Regions from separate parts of the Triticum aestivum genome. Here region 1 is linked to region 2. The links are chromatin contacts, called in public Hi-C maps. All regions are on one chromosome and are shown on one strand. Each heading gives the region's core, a stretch centred on a gene start, on an enhancer-like site or on the middle of the called end of the contact. The rest is flanking DNA. Distances are from core to core; before and after follow the strand shown. Region 1 has its middle 170 kb from the start of LOC123065753. Region 2 holds the start of LOC123070964 (cytokinin dehydrogenase 5).

Evidence for each region. A called contact is a pair of places that touch in the nucleus more often than the background predicts.
Region 1: a contact with region 2 is called in a Hi-C map of leaf, with 5 times the contacts expected there. The contact joins the enhancer-like site here to the promoter of LOC123070964 in region 2. A contact is called at or near these places in 2 of 5 Hi-C or Micro-C datasets (both in leaf) and 1 of 1 datasets of contacts at active chromatin or transcription factors (leaf).

Annotation. Positions count from the first base shown.
Region 1 is chr3B:569,701,384-569,707,665 of IWGSC CS RefSeq v2.1, reverse strand. No RefSeq gene overlaps it. Among protein-coding and RNA genes, the nearest start is that of LOC123065753, 170 kb to the left of the region's middle. Within about 2 kb of position 1,480, at least 3 of the 8 cell types and tissues checked have an H3K27ac peak or open chromatin away from gene starts, as enhancers often do. A contact at or near this core is called in leaf, where this site is marked.
Region 2 is chr3B:569,349,801-569,355,890 of IWGSC CS RefSeq v2.1, reverse strand. It overlaps LOC123070964 (cytokinin dehydrogenase 5), which reads left to right and starts at 2,309. Exons shown (of 5, transcript XM_044494402.1): 1 at 2,309-3,003; 2 at 3,119-3,246; 3 at 4,156-4,431; 4 at 4,888-5,153; 5 at 6,010-6,090. The coding sequence starts at 2,403.

The DNA of each region.
Region 1 (6,282 bases), core at 231-2,730, 350 kb before region 2:
CGATCGAATCCAATGCGCATGGCTTCCCATTGGCTACGCCGTGGAAAACGTACGTACCGCGAGGGACCGTTTCGTGTTCCACATGCATTGCACGGGCACCGAACCTCGCCGTCCGGCCGGATCTCGCACGATCTGTCTGCGACCCCCCCGGACGTCCTGGTCATCGTTGTAGTGATCAAACACGTAATGGATGTACGTACCGCCATAATTGTTTTGACAACTCAAGCAGACATTTTTTCCACCAAGGCGGCGGTGCGAGGCAGTCAGATGAACGGATTCATCATCACCTACAAAATGCGACGAATGTGTTTCAAATACTACTCCTACTCTATCTGTATGGTACTGAGTGGTAAGGACCATGGTTTTGGGTACCGGGCGGAATATTCGGATACCGCCCGGTATCCGCGTTTCTCGCCACCCCACGAGAAAAGTATGTACCAAGCGAAAATATTTGAAGTTTTTCGAATTTAAACTCTGATAGTTAGGTTAGTTACATTTGGAACTTTATAAGAACATTCAGGGAGCAGTGGCGTAGTGGTAAACGCGACATTACTTATTCTCCCTGTGGTCTCGGCTTCGAGTGTCATGGTTCTCTTTTTCTTTTCATTATTTTTATGATAAAAAGGAAGGTGCAGTTAAAAATACATGGGACTGGAGTGATTCGATTTTGCAACCTCAAGGCACGAGAAGGTCATATACGAGCTAACCACTACGCCAGAAGGTGGATTGCTGACAAAAACGAGTCCAGATCCAATCTATACGTCATTCAACGTTTTGAATTCAAAATTGATATTTAAATTCCGTTTGAAATTTTTCCGGGATTTCGCGGTTACCGCTGTAACCGGGAATTTCGGTGCCCCACGAGAAAAAAGGTGCACTCGAAATCCAAATCCTTGGCAAGGACATAACTAACTATCACGCTCGTTGCACACCAAATTTTGTACTGCATCTTTGTGCTGTTTCGAAAATTCATGCTACCTAAAAAAAATCATGTTGTAGTTGTACTCTTCTGTGAAACCGTTCCACGAATTCAACATGACAGAGGCCGCAAGTTGCAAATCAACCCATGGTTGAATGTTAGAAGGATTGTGGTATCCGAGCCCATCTGGGTTTAAGTTCTGATGCTCGCATTATTCTGGATTAATTTCAGGATTTTTGATGATGCGCGTCAGTAGGAGGAGAAATTCTCGTCGGCCACGATACGTCTGTGATGACTTCATCAATCTCCCATGATATGTCGACTTAGTCTCTCCAAGGTACTCGTAGAGTTAAGATGTGCGTGTGTGTTCATAAAGATAAATGTATGTACGTATATATGAGCATACGTGTTTGTACCATGTTTAAAAAAATCGCGAGCTGGCGGGTGGCGGCAACGACGCGAGGTCATTAAACTCGGCGCCAGACGTATACCTACCTACGCCGCTCGGCACGGCACGGGAGCGGGGGCGTCGGCACATCACTAGCAAGCGAGGAATTCTCCGATCGAATCGCGCAGGGGATCCCGATGGATGGCGTATCCGGGGGATCCGGTCGCGCTCGCCACGCAAACGCCCCGATCTTGGTTTGGACCACACGAGCGTGGTCGGACCGCTGGGTGGGTCAGCTTGTCAACCGCATGCATGCATATGTGTTCGTCTGCTGCTGGTCTGATGGCCGATCGGGTGGTCCAAACCCAGCATCACAATAACTAGTTCGTGTGGTAGCTCTGCACTTGCGGGGATGGAATGTGACCGATTTCTTTTGCGGGAACACGGCAATTAATGGCTTGCTTGTGCTGTCTGATCGCCATGTTTTACTTGTGTCTTTGATGCTGGCTTCCGGGCTGATGCTCCCTCACTTACTATAACCAACCTCACCGACACGACACGGATGAAGAAAAAGAATCCCTAATTGAAGAGTAAGTTAGGAATTATAATGGCCAACAACAACCCTACCTATTTTAAGTACTCAAATATTGCCTCTATCCCAAAGAGTTTGTCTTAGATTTATCTAATACCGAGTTTGTGGAAGGCCGTCATGGCTAGGTATGACAAATCAAACCACACTATTAAAATCAAACCACATTTACATCGTCCGCTAAAAAAAAGACCATTAAGCTCAAAGGTGAATCCATATCTAGACAAATCTGAGACAAGCTTTCTGGAACAGAGTAAGTATAAAACAATTTCGATGTAATTATTAATCTAGCTAGCGTCTTGTAGATATTGTGTAAGTAGATATGTGTGGCAAGTTATCGAAGGATAAATCATTTTCATTGCGTAAATCAGAGTAGCACATCTTTTTACAGTCATATTTGAAGGTTCAACAATATGTTGTGAGAGCAAGACATGATGAAATCAGCATAACCATTGCTTCAACAGTTTGTTGTGAGAGTTAACACATAATACAATCATACCAAGTGTAAATTTTTTACTATCTTACGACTATTTATCAAGTTCAGTTTTGTTCCATGAACTCTAAATCAGATAATTGATCCTTGACTTCCAGCGTCGGGGTATGTGCCCTTAATCTTAGTGTCGTGGTGATCTCACGACAGATGCCATATGATGGGTAAAAATGAGGGGCACTACGGGAAACAGATAATTTGCCGTCTGTGAATCACAGACGGCAAAGACCTAAATCCAGACGGCAAAGATTTTGCCGTCAGAAAGCAGACGGCAAACTCAGTCGGCAAAGATAAGTCGGCAAAGACTCTTTGCCGTTTACAATAAAAAACGCAGACGGCAAAATACATTTTTGCCGTTAGTCATTCTTTGCCGTCAGCAGCTGACGGCAAATGTGCTCTTTGCCGTCTGGCCCGATGAAAAGCTGACGGCAAAGATGCCTACTGACGGCAAACTAGCTGTTTCCCGTAGTGGGGCTACGTGAGGACATCGGTGGGTCCCAGAGGCGAGGTTGGCGCGCACTAGTGTGTGCCGAGATGTACCCAGGTTCGGGGCCCTCTATGGGAGGTAACACCCCTAGTCATGCTGAATGGATGATATGCACTAGGTTACAGAGTTGCTCCTGGAGCTGTTTTGGGTGGAGGAGGAAGAAGGGCTAGGCCTCAGTCTTGCCTCTCCGGTGGGTGTGAGTGTGCGTGTGTGTGTCCTATTGATCGGGTGACCCCTTGCATGGAGGGGCACCGGAGGGCCTTATAGGCTAGCCCCTGGGGTTACAATAGTAATGTTATATGGGCGCGGGGCCCTAGTGTCAGCGTGTGGGAGTCGGCGGTGGGGGCCGCCAGGTTCTCGGGTGCGGGTCTAGCCGAGTCCGCAGGGCACGGGGCCGGTTGGCGGCATGGCAGTGTGGCATGCCTCGTCCCACATTACGGGGGCAGCTGTCACCGCCTAGCTACAGCCTACAGGGTTGCGCAGCCTAGACACCGCCCGCCTCGGGCGGGGGTGCAGGGCGCGCTGTAGCCACGCCCGCCTGGGCCGACGTAAAGGAGGAGCACTGTAGCCATGCTTGCTTGTTGTTGCGAGTTGTCTTATTATGGCCAGCCGACACGCGCTAGCCGGCTGGGCCAGGTGGCCGCACCCGGCCGGCTCGCGCTGGTGAGCCGGCAGGTGGGCCAACCGGATTGAGGGGCCTGGCTTGTCCCGATGTTTTAAAAGGGAACCGAGTTCTGTTGCTTGCCCGGGGGGCATCCCCCGACAGTAGTTCCTGACGCTGTGAAGGTTCGCCGGCTCTAAGCAGGGGGCCTTCGTAGCTTACCCCCCCCTGACGAGGCGGTTTTGTTGGAGAGGAATGCTACCACGGCCGGGTGGTGCCTGACACCCAGGCGCCGACTTTGAGGTCGCGGGTTCCGGCAACACCCACTGGATGTTGGCTTCTGGAAGCCGGATCATGGCACCCCGACTTGGGTGGGAAACTAAAGCGTCCGCCGCCCGGTCTTGGTTCGTATGACAGTTCACGCCCGCCACGGCACAACGGGCCGCCACGTGGCGACGTGCGGCGGATGAGGCCCTGCCAGGGCACACGCATGATGGGACGCATCAGCGGGATCGGGCCCTACCACACCGCGCCCTCGGCCCACGCACGTGGGATTTATTGCGGTGGCACTGGAGGGTTGCGTTCCCCGACATAGTTAATGCACGCAGGGAACATGCCCTCATAGCGCGGGGGAGTGGAGATCGTGGGCACAGTCAATCCCACTTCCCCACTTTCTTCCTCAGCTATAAAGTAGGGAGAGAGAGCGCGGCGAGGGTGCCCACGCACACACCCCTGCATCCCATTTGTCTTCTTCTCCTCCTGCTCCTCCGAGCCCAGGCGAAGCCTTGCCGCGCCGCCGTCCTGCTGCCTGAGCCGCCGCCCGCAGCACCACTCGCAGCAACGCAAGCACGCGCGCAACCCTTCTCCATCTCCTTCTTCTCCTCACCCCCGCCCTCGAAGAACCCTAGCGATGACATGCCCCAAGGGTTCCTGGGAGGGCTCGGAGACAAGTGACGGTGACATTAAGTATCTCTGTGGCCCCAAGCGGCTGCCACCGATGGAGGCGATATCGGCGCGCATGCCCGGCGAGGAGAGGATTCCGGCGCCATAGGAGGGCGAGGTCGTGGTGTTCTACACCCACTTTGCCCGCGGGTTCGGCCTCCCCGCGATCCTCTTCTTCCGCCTGCAGTCGCACCATCTTGGGGCCAACACCATGCTGGATCTTGTCGGCTTCACCACGCTCTATGAGGGGTACCTAGTGCACCGATACAATTTTCCATTGTATTGGGTGTGTTGGGGATACAAGAGATTTCTTGTATTTGGTTGCAGGGTTGTTGGAGAGAGACCATATTCATCCTACGCCTCCCACAGATTGATAAACCTTAGGTCATCCACTTGAGGGGAAATTGCTACTGTCGTACAAAACTCTGCGCTTGGAGGCCCAACACGAGTTTACAAGAATAAGTTGCATTGTAGACATCAAGCTCTTTTCTGACTCCGTTGCCGGGGAGGTGAGTGCTTCAAGGTATATCTTTAGATCTTGCAATTGAATGTTTGAGTTTATTGTTTTATCACTAGTTTGGTTTATACAAGAAAACTACAAAAAATTTGGAATTGAGGTGGTCTCATATTGTTTATCTTTATAATGTCTTTCTTAAAAATGATGGACCAGAAAATTGTGCTCAATTGATAGAAGAGGAACTCAATAAAATGTTTGGCGTAAAAACCATGAATGATGAGCATGATTCCAGTGTTTCTAGTATGAATTCTTTGAATATCCATGATGCTAATGATATGTAAATCCATAAGCTTGGGGATGCTATGTTTGATGAAGATGATCTTTTTTGTCCCCCAAGTTTTGATGAGAAAAATTATTATGGTGATAGCATGCCTCCTATTTATGATGATTATATTGATGAAAGTGGGTTTGGAAGAGTGTCAACTCTAGGTAAAGATCCCAACATTTTGGAGGGTGTTGAATCTTATCACGATATTTATAAAAGTGGATTCGGAGAGGTCATGACTTTATTTAGTAATGATTCCACTATTTTAGAAGAGGTCTCAATTGACTATGATAAAAAGGTTGCTATCTATGATGATTATTGTGATGACATGTATGCTATAGAGAGTAATGATATCCATGAAACTTGTCATATTCAATATGATTATTCCAATTAAGTATCTAATGATATTTATTTTGGTGAGTTTGCTCTCACCACTATTATGGATGAGAAGAAATTTGCTTATGTAGGGAGTAATAAAACTTATATGCTTGTGGATCATGAAAACAATGCTTTATGTGAAAGTTATATTGTTGAATTCATTCATGATGCTACTGAAAATTATTATGAGAGAGGAACATATGCTTTTACATATCTCAAAAATATCAACTTTCCTCTCTTTGTGTTGAAAGTTATGAAGCTTTGCTTGTTTTACCTTCCTATGCTAGTTGATTCTTGCTCCCATAATTTACTTGCTCACAAAATCCCTATGCATGGGAAGTGGGTTAGACTTAAATGTTCTTTTCATGTAATTCATGATGCTCTCTTTGTGTTTCAATTCTTATCTTGTATGAGAGCATCATTGAAATCATCATACCTAGCTAAAAGGCATTAAAGAAAAGCGTTTGTTGGGAGACAACCCAACACTTATACCTACCGTTTTGTATGTTCACATGATTAGGCCACTGTAGTAATCATGTTTATTTCTTTTGTTTCAATAAAGTGACAAGTAAAGCCTTTGGGATAGTGTTGATGATAGTTGACTTGATTCTGTGCAAAAACAGAAACTTTTTGCTCAGTCCAGAAATTTTCAAAATTCATTGGAACATGCTTTTGATCTGAATTTTATAGAGATGATTGATATACA
Region 2 (6,090 bases), core at 1,060-3,559:
GTCGCCGTTGGAGACGGCCTTAGTTCCACATAGGGCTCCTCTGATTCAGAGGACTTTCATAGGTATTTCAGAGGATTAGATTCTTTAGGGATTTTTCATATGTTGATTGTTCGATTCCTCTAGAACCTTTTTCTAAGAATTCTTTTGCACTACATTCCATAAGGAATTTTAGCATCCCCTCAAACCTTTGGGAATTCTTTGTTTTTCTAATGATGCAACCAAACAAAACAAAATGTGAAAATAATGTAGGATCCAATTGAGCATGACATTGCAATCATATACTAGCTAAACAAAGAGGCATTTACCAGCAATGGCAACCCATGCATTCAGGCCTCATTTGGTTTACAATAATTTTTAGGAATCTATTAGATAATTTTTTGGAGTAATATCCTACAGGATGATTTTCTTTTGAGCCTTTTTTGACACCTTTGAGCCTTTTTTTGACACTTTGCGACATTTGGTTTGTAAGAATGAATTTCTATTTCTATGTAGGATTGGTTCGTGCCTTCACATTTTGAAGGAAAGACAAACATTAGCTCAGACCTAACGAGAAGAAACCTATCTCATCCTACGAATCAAATGACACTCTTTTTCTATGGAAATTGAAGTACATGTCATCTTATTTTCTAAGTTTTTTCATTCCTATTTCTATCCTGTGAACAAAGAGTCCTCGCCTCATCCAGCGCTTTACCATCGTTTTCGTGGATCGTCGACATTGCACGAGCTAGTTGGAATAGGAGGCAGGGACTAGAGTGCCACGGCGTTTTGCGCCCTCACATGCACATCGTCCCAAACCCAAAGCAACCAAAACCACGTCCTCGCGCTGTGGAAACCCATGGCTGCTGAATTTCGTGGCCGATGCGATACGAGCAGAAAGCAAAAGGAAATCAGCGTATCTTGATGCGACCCTGCGCAATCAGTCACGTGGGAGCGCGCGTCGACGCTTTAACCATTCTTATTTTCTTTGGCCGTAGGGCACTTGCCTAGCTGGCTGGCTAGGCAGCCTACGCGGCCGAGCCAAAGGTGAACCAGCGTGGAAGAACAGTACACCGTACCCGTGGGTGAGCATACACGCCTTTGATTTTACTACAGCCAGCACCGGCACCGGTATCTCGAGGACATCTGTTCGCTACAGTACTAGCGGTGCGCTTTTCAGACGCATTTTAATATCTGAAGATTTGTGCAGCACGTACTTTGGTAAATGCCGGATCAGAAAGCTCGTGTGGTGTGGTGTACTTTAGGCGGGGTGTCGTAGCAGTGTTGATTGGAAATTTGGAATGGTGCTGCTGCAGTGTAGATTCTCACCATCTGCATGCATACTCGAGCGGCGCTGGGATTGAGAGTGCACCCTCAAAAGCCGGTCAAGATACGGAAGGGGATCGTCTTTCTTTTGGCTCGGCGTTGATCCTCCATCTCCCCCTCAAAGCTTCTACAGATTGGCTCTTCTTCTTCCAGCTATGCACTGCTAGCTTTAAGAATTCCGCTCCAAAGCTCGCCGCACATGGGACGCAGGATGAAATATGGGTCACTTTTCCTCCTAGTAGAATTTGGATCGACAAAGCGCAGAGCAGGGAGGGTGGATGGCTTAGGGTGCGTTTGGTTACAAGGGTGGTCATGAATGGGTTGGGATCGTTCAAAAAATAGACATGTTTGGTTATAAAGCACATGAATGGTTCAAGTCAAAAAAAGAGAATATGCCTTGAAGATGTTGAACCGTTCCACCCAATCAAATCGGTCGAATCAAATGGCCACGCTTTGCATGCATGACTATGTGAGCATGACTGGTGGTCCCGTCCTAAATAATTAGCTCATCTCTTATATTCAGCCAAACGCATGAATTGAATGGTTCAATCCCAAATAATTTGGACGGTCCCAACCCATTCATATGACACCTTCAACCAAACGCATCCTTACCTGTTCGATCTCCACATTCATTTAGTTGGGTAGTAGTAGTACCACGAGACTTGAGTCTATGCTGCATATGCGTACTGGCTGAAGTGAAATCCGGCCGATCTTTGGGCGGCCACGCGATCCACTAAGTCTGACAGGGAAATTAAGAGGCCGCCGGCCCGCGACGGCGAGTGCATGAGTCGTGACGCGCCTCCGGATTTGTTTATTCTTGGGCGGCCCCAGCGGTCGTGCTCGGTTCCCGCGGCAGACATGTTGGAGTCTCTCTCCTATCCTCCTCGGTCTCCTCCATTTCTCACTTTTGTCCCGCCCAAATTCCACCACCACCTCTCCCTCCTCCCCGGCTCCCACTATAAATACCGCCTGCTCACACCACAACGCCTCACACCTCCTCTCGTCCCTTCCGCATCCTCCCCTGCAAGTACATATCAGCTACTCGATCGTAAGGAGACCAAAGAATCGATAGAGAGATAGACAGAGGATAGATAGTGGCAATGGCGCGGTGCTTGGTTTTCATGGTGTTCCAGATATACTGCCTCATCTCGACCGTGGGCCTGCCGCTGGAGCCCGCGGAGCTGCTGCAGCTGGGCGGCGACGTGGGCGGCGGCCGCCTCAGCACCGACCCGGCCGACGTCCTGGAGGCGTCGCGCGACTTCGGCGGGTTCACCCGGGGCGAGCCCTTGGCGGTGTACCACCCCAGCGGCGTGGGCGACGTCGCGGCGATGGTCCGGGCGGCGTACGGGTCTGCCCGCGACATCCGCGTGTCGGCGCGCGGCCACGGCCATTCCATCAGCGGGCAGGCGCAGGTGCCCGGCGGCGTGGTCGTGGACATGAGCCGCGGGGGCAAGGCGCCGTCGCGCGCATTGCCGGTGTACTCGCCGGAGCTGGGCGGGCACTACGTGGACGTGTGGGGCGGCGAGCTGTGGATCGACGTGCTCAACTGGACGCTGTCGCACGGCGGGCTGGCGCCGCGGTCGTGGACGGACTACCTCTACCTGTCCGTGGGCGGCACCCTCTCCAACGCCGGCATCAGCGGCCAGGCGTTCCACCACGGGCCCCAGATCAGCAATGTCTACGAGCTCGACGTCGTAACCGGTACGTACAGTACACACATGAGCCCATCCATCAGCGAGCCCATCCGACCTCGTCCGGCATGCACGCGCGCCGGCGTTCTCTTCTCATGCGTGCGTGGTCACTGATCTGCTTGCAGGGAAGGGCGAGGCGGTGACCTGCTCGGAGGCGAAGAACCCGGAGCTCTTCTTCGGCGCGCTGGGCGGGCTGGGGCAGCTCGGGATCATCACGCGCGCTCGCATCGCCCTCGAGCCTGCTCCCCGCAAGGTAGCACCAGCACCCATGCCGGCGCCCTCACCTCCCCATACGCACGCATCAATCCTTTCTCTCTTTCTTTCTTTATGCCTGTCACTCTCCTCCTCGCCATTCTTTGTTTAATAATCCGTTCGTTCATTCGTTAACCCACCTGGTCTGCAAGACGAAGACCAGGGAATATCTCGTGCGCCTTATCCCACTTTGGACCTCGCTCGCCCCCGCGTGACGAGGCGGAGGGGACGCGATATGTCGCCGCCCGGCGGGGGAGCTCGACGCCAGCCGTGCAAGTGGCGGGCGCGCCGCCCTCAGCGCGGGCGGGCGACATCCATTTCCATTGTTAGGTGGAGACGGAATTACCGCACGTACGTTAGCGAACCGATAAGATACCGATAAGACCAACCGAACGTGTTTCTAATTATAGCCGGCCGATCCGTTTCACGGGGCTCGAGCACACTCTGTGCGACACGTATGCTAACTGCTTTCAGCTCATGACACGTATGCCGATTGCTGTCCGCGTCAACAAGCAGTTTTTTGCACTAGCAGCAGTCTTTTCGTCCGTTACTTATTAGCGTTAAATTAAAAAAAAGTCCACCCAATGGAAAAAGTCTTCGTCGAAATTAAAATATTAGCCTGTGCGTCTGGTCGATCAGGTGGTCCAGCCGCCCAGGTTGGTTGGCATCGATCGGTCGATCAATCGACCAACTTGCCTTGCTGACCAATTTGGTGGGTCTTCTACCGAGTACGTGTTTTGTTTAGCTCACGCGATCTTTCGCAAGATTCTATTCTTTCCCGGCAGCTTAATTAGCTGACTATTTCCACGATAATAAACGGAGCTGTGATCTAAGCTGATTCAGCAGCCTCATCAGGCTTGGCCTTGCTAATCAATTTTCTAATCATGTGCACGGTTGTACGTACATACAGGTTCGCTGGATCCGGGCGCTCTACTCCAACTTCACCGAGTTCACGGCGGACCAGGAGCGGCTCATCTCCCAGTCGCAGCACGGCGGCGGCCGCCGGTTCGACTACGTGGAGGGCTTCGTGGTCGCCGCCGAGGGCCTCATCAACAACTGGAGGTCGTCCTTCTTCTCGCCGCAGAACCCGGTGAAGCTCAGCTCGCTCAAGCACCACACCGGCGTGCTCTACTGCCTCGAGGTCACCAAGAACTACGACGACTCAACCGCCGCGACCGTTGATCAGGTCCGTCCATCCCTCCGTCGGCGCCGCCTCTCTCCATCGTCCCCATTAATACCGCATCCTCTCCTGGCCGTCCCATTTGTTTATGACGGTATTTCTTAATTAATTCCTGGCTTAGTTATGTACTGCTGCTGATCGGGGCCCTGGCTAGCCAATCATTGGGATATGTTATTTCGCATTTTGGAGTAGGTAGCACTAGTATAACCATGTTGATTAGTATATGATGGCACCCACATGCAGAGCACACTCGATCTGTAGATCTTCCCTTACGCACCACTAGATCTCAATTCCGTTAGCGATCGAGCACGCACTAATTTTATCGACTACTACTTTGCTTGATTTAATTATATGTATGTATCGATGTAGTGCACGAATTGAATTGCCAAGTCTGTGCTGTGCTGCTGCTGAAAAAAAAAGAGAGAGAAAAGAAAATAGTCTAAATGGTAATTATGTTCGCAGGAGGTTGACGCGCTGCTGGGCGACCTGAGCTTCCTCCCCGGCACGGTGTTCACAACGGACCTGCCGTACGTGGACTTCCTGGACCGGGTGCACACGGCGGAGCTGAAGCTGCGCGGCAAGGGCATGTGGGAGGTGCCGCACCCGTGGCTGAACCTGTTCGTGCCGGCGTCGCGCATCGCCGACTTCGACCGCGGCGTCTTCCACGGCATCCTCGGCAGCCGCACCTCCGGCGGGCCCATCCTCATCTACCCCATGAACAAGCACAAGTAAGCTCGCAAGTCAACCTACCCTTCAGTTTGCTGCCCAAGTCAACCTAGCTACTCCTACATGCATCGTCTGTCCTGTCTAGCTGTTTCTGGGTGCTCTAGTTGACCAGTAGGACGCACAACCAGCGCCCATCACCGCCCCGGCAGATGCAGGGCGGCTCATCACCGCCCACTCTTGCGCGCCTGCATGATCCACCTCCCGCCCGCCAAACCGCACATGCCAGCCAGAGACACGCGCACGCGCACGATCCCGTCTCAGGGGCGGGCGGGCGCCGCCCTTGGAAGCCGATCGATCATCGGCCTCACATGCGACGCGACGCGACGCAACACTGCGCAGGTGGTGTCCACTCATTGAGCGTCACCATGATTGGTGCCACGCACGCAGCGCCAGTAGTCTATTAGCATGTCGCTGCCGCCTAATTAGTTTCCGGATTGCCATCACCTTCGCCCGGGATCCGGTGACCGGTGAATGGCCGCGGACATATCGCGCACTGGGGTGACAGGGTCTGTTCTGAATTTTATAAAACCAACCGAGTGGCGCCGTGACGCGCCGTGCCCGAGATTAACCGGACACCGCTTCCCGGCCCGCGCCGACCGGTTATTTTAAGCCGGCGTCGCCGCGTCTTTCCGCGGCACAGTCAGAATTTGGTTTCCTCTGCCGCCTTTGTGGGTTAGTGGCCAGATGCGTTGTCGCTTTACTATGCTTAACACAAAAGGACGCACCAGAATCAGCAGCAGCTACATGAGCTCTTTAACTGAAGCTGTTTTCCTAGTCTGCTCCAACTTTTCGACGGAGCCGATTTGATGATCTGCCAACTGCGAGTAAAAAATTCTCATCTTTGTATTGGTGGTGCAGATGGGACCCGAGGACCTCGGTGGTGACGCCCGACGAGGAGGTGTTCTACCTGGTGGCGTTCCTGCGGTCGGCGCTGCCGGG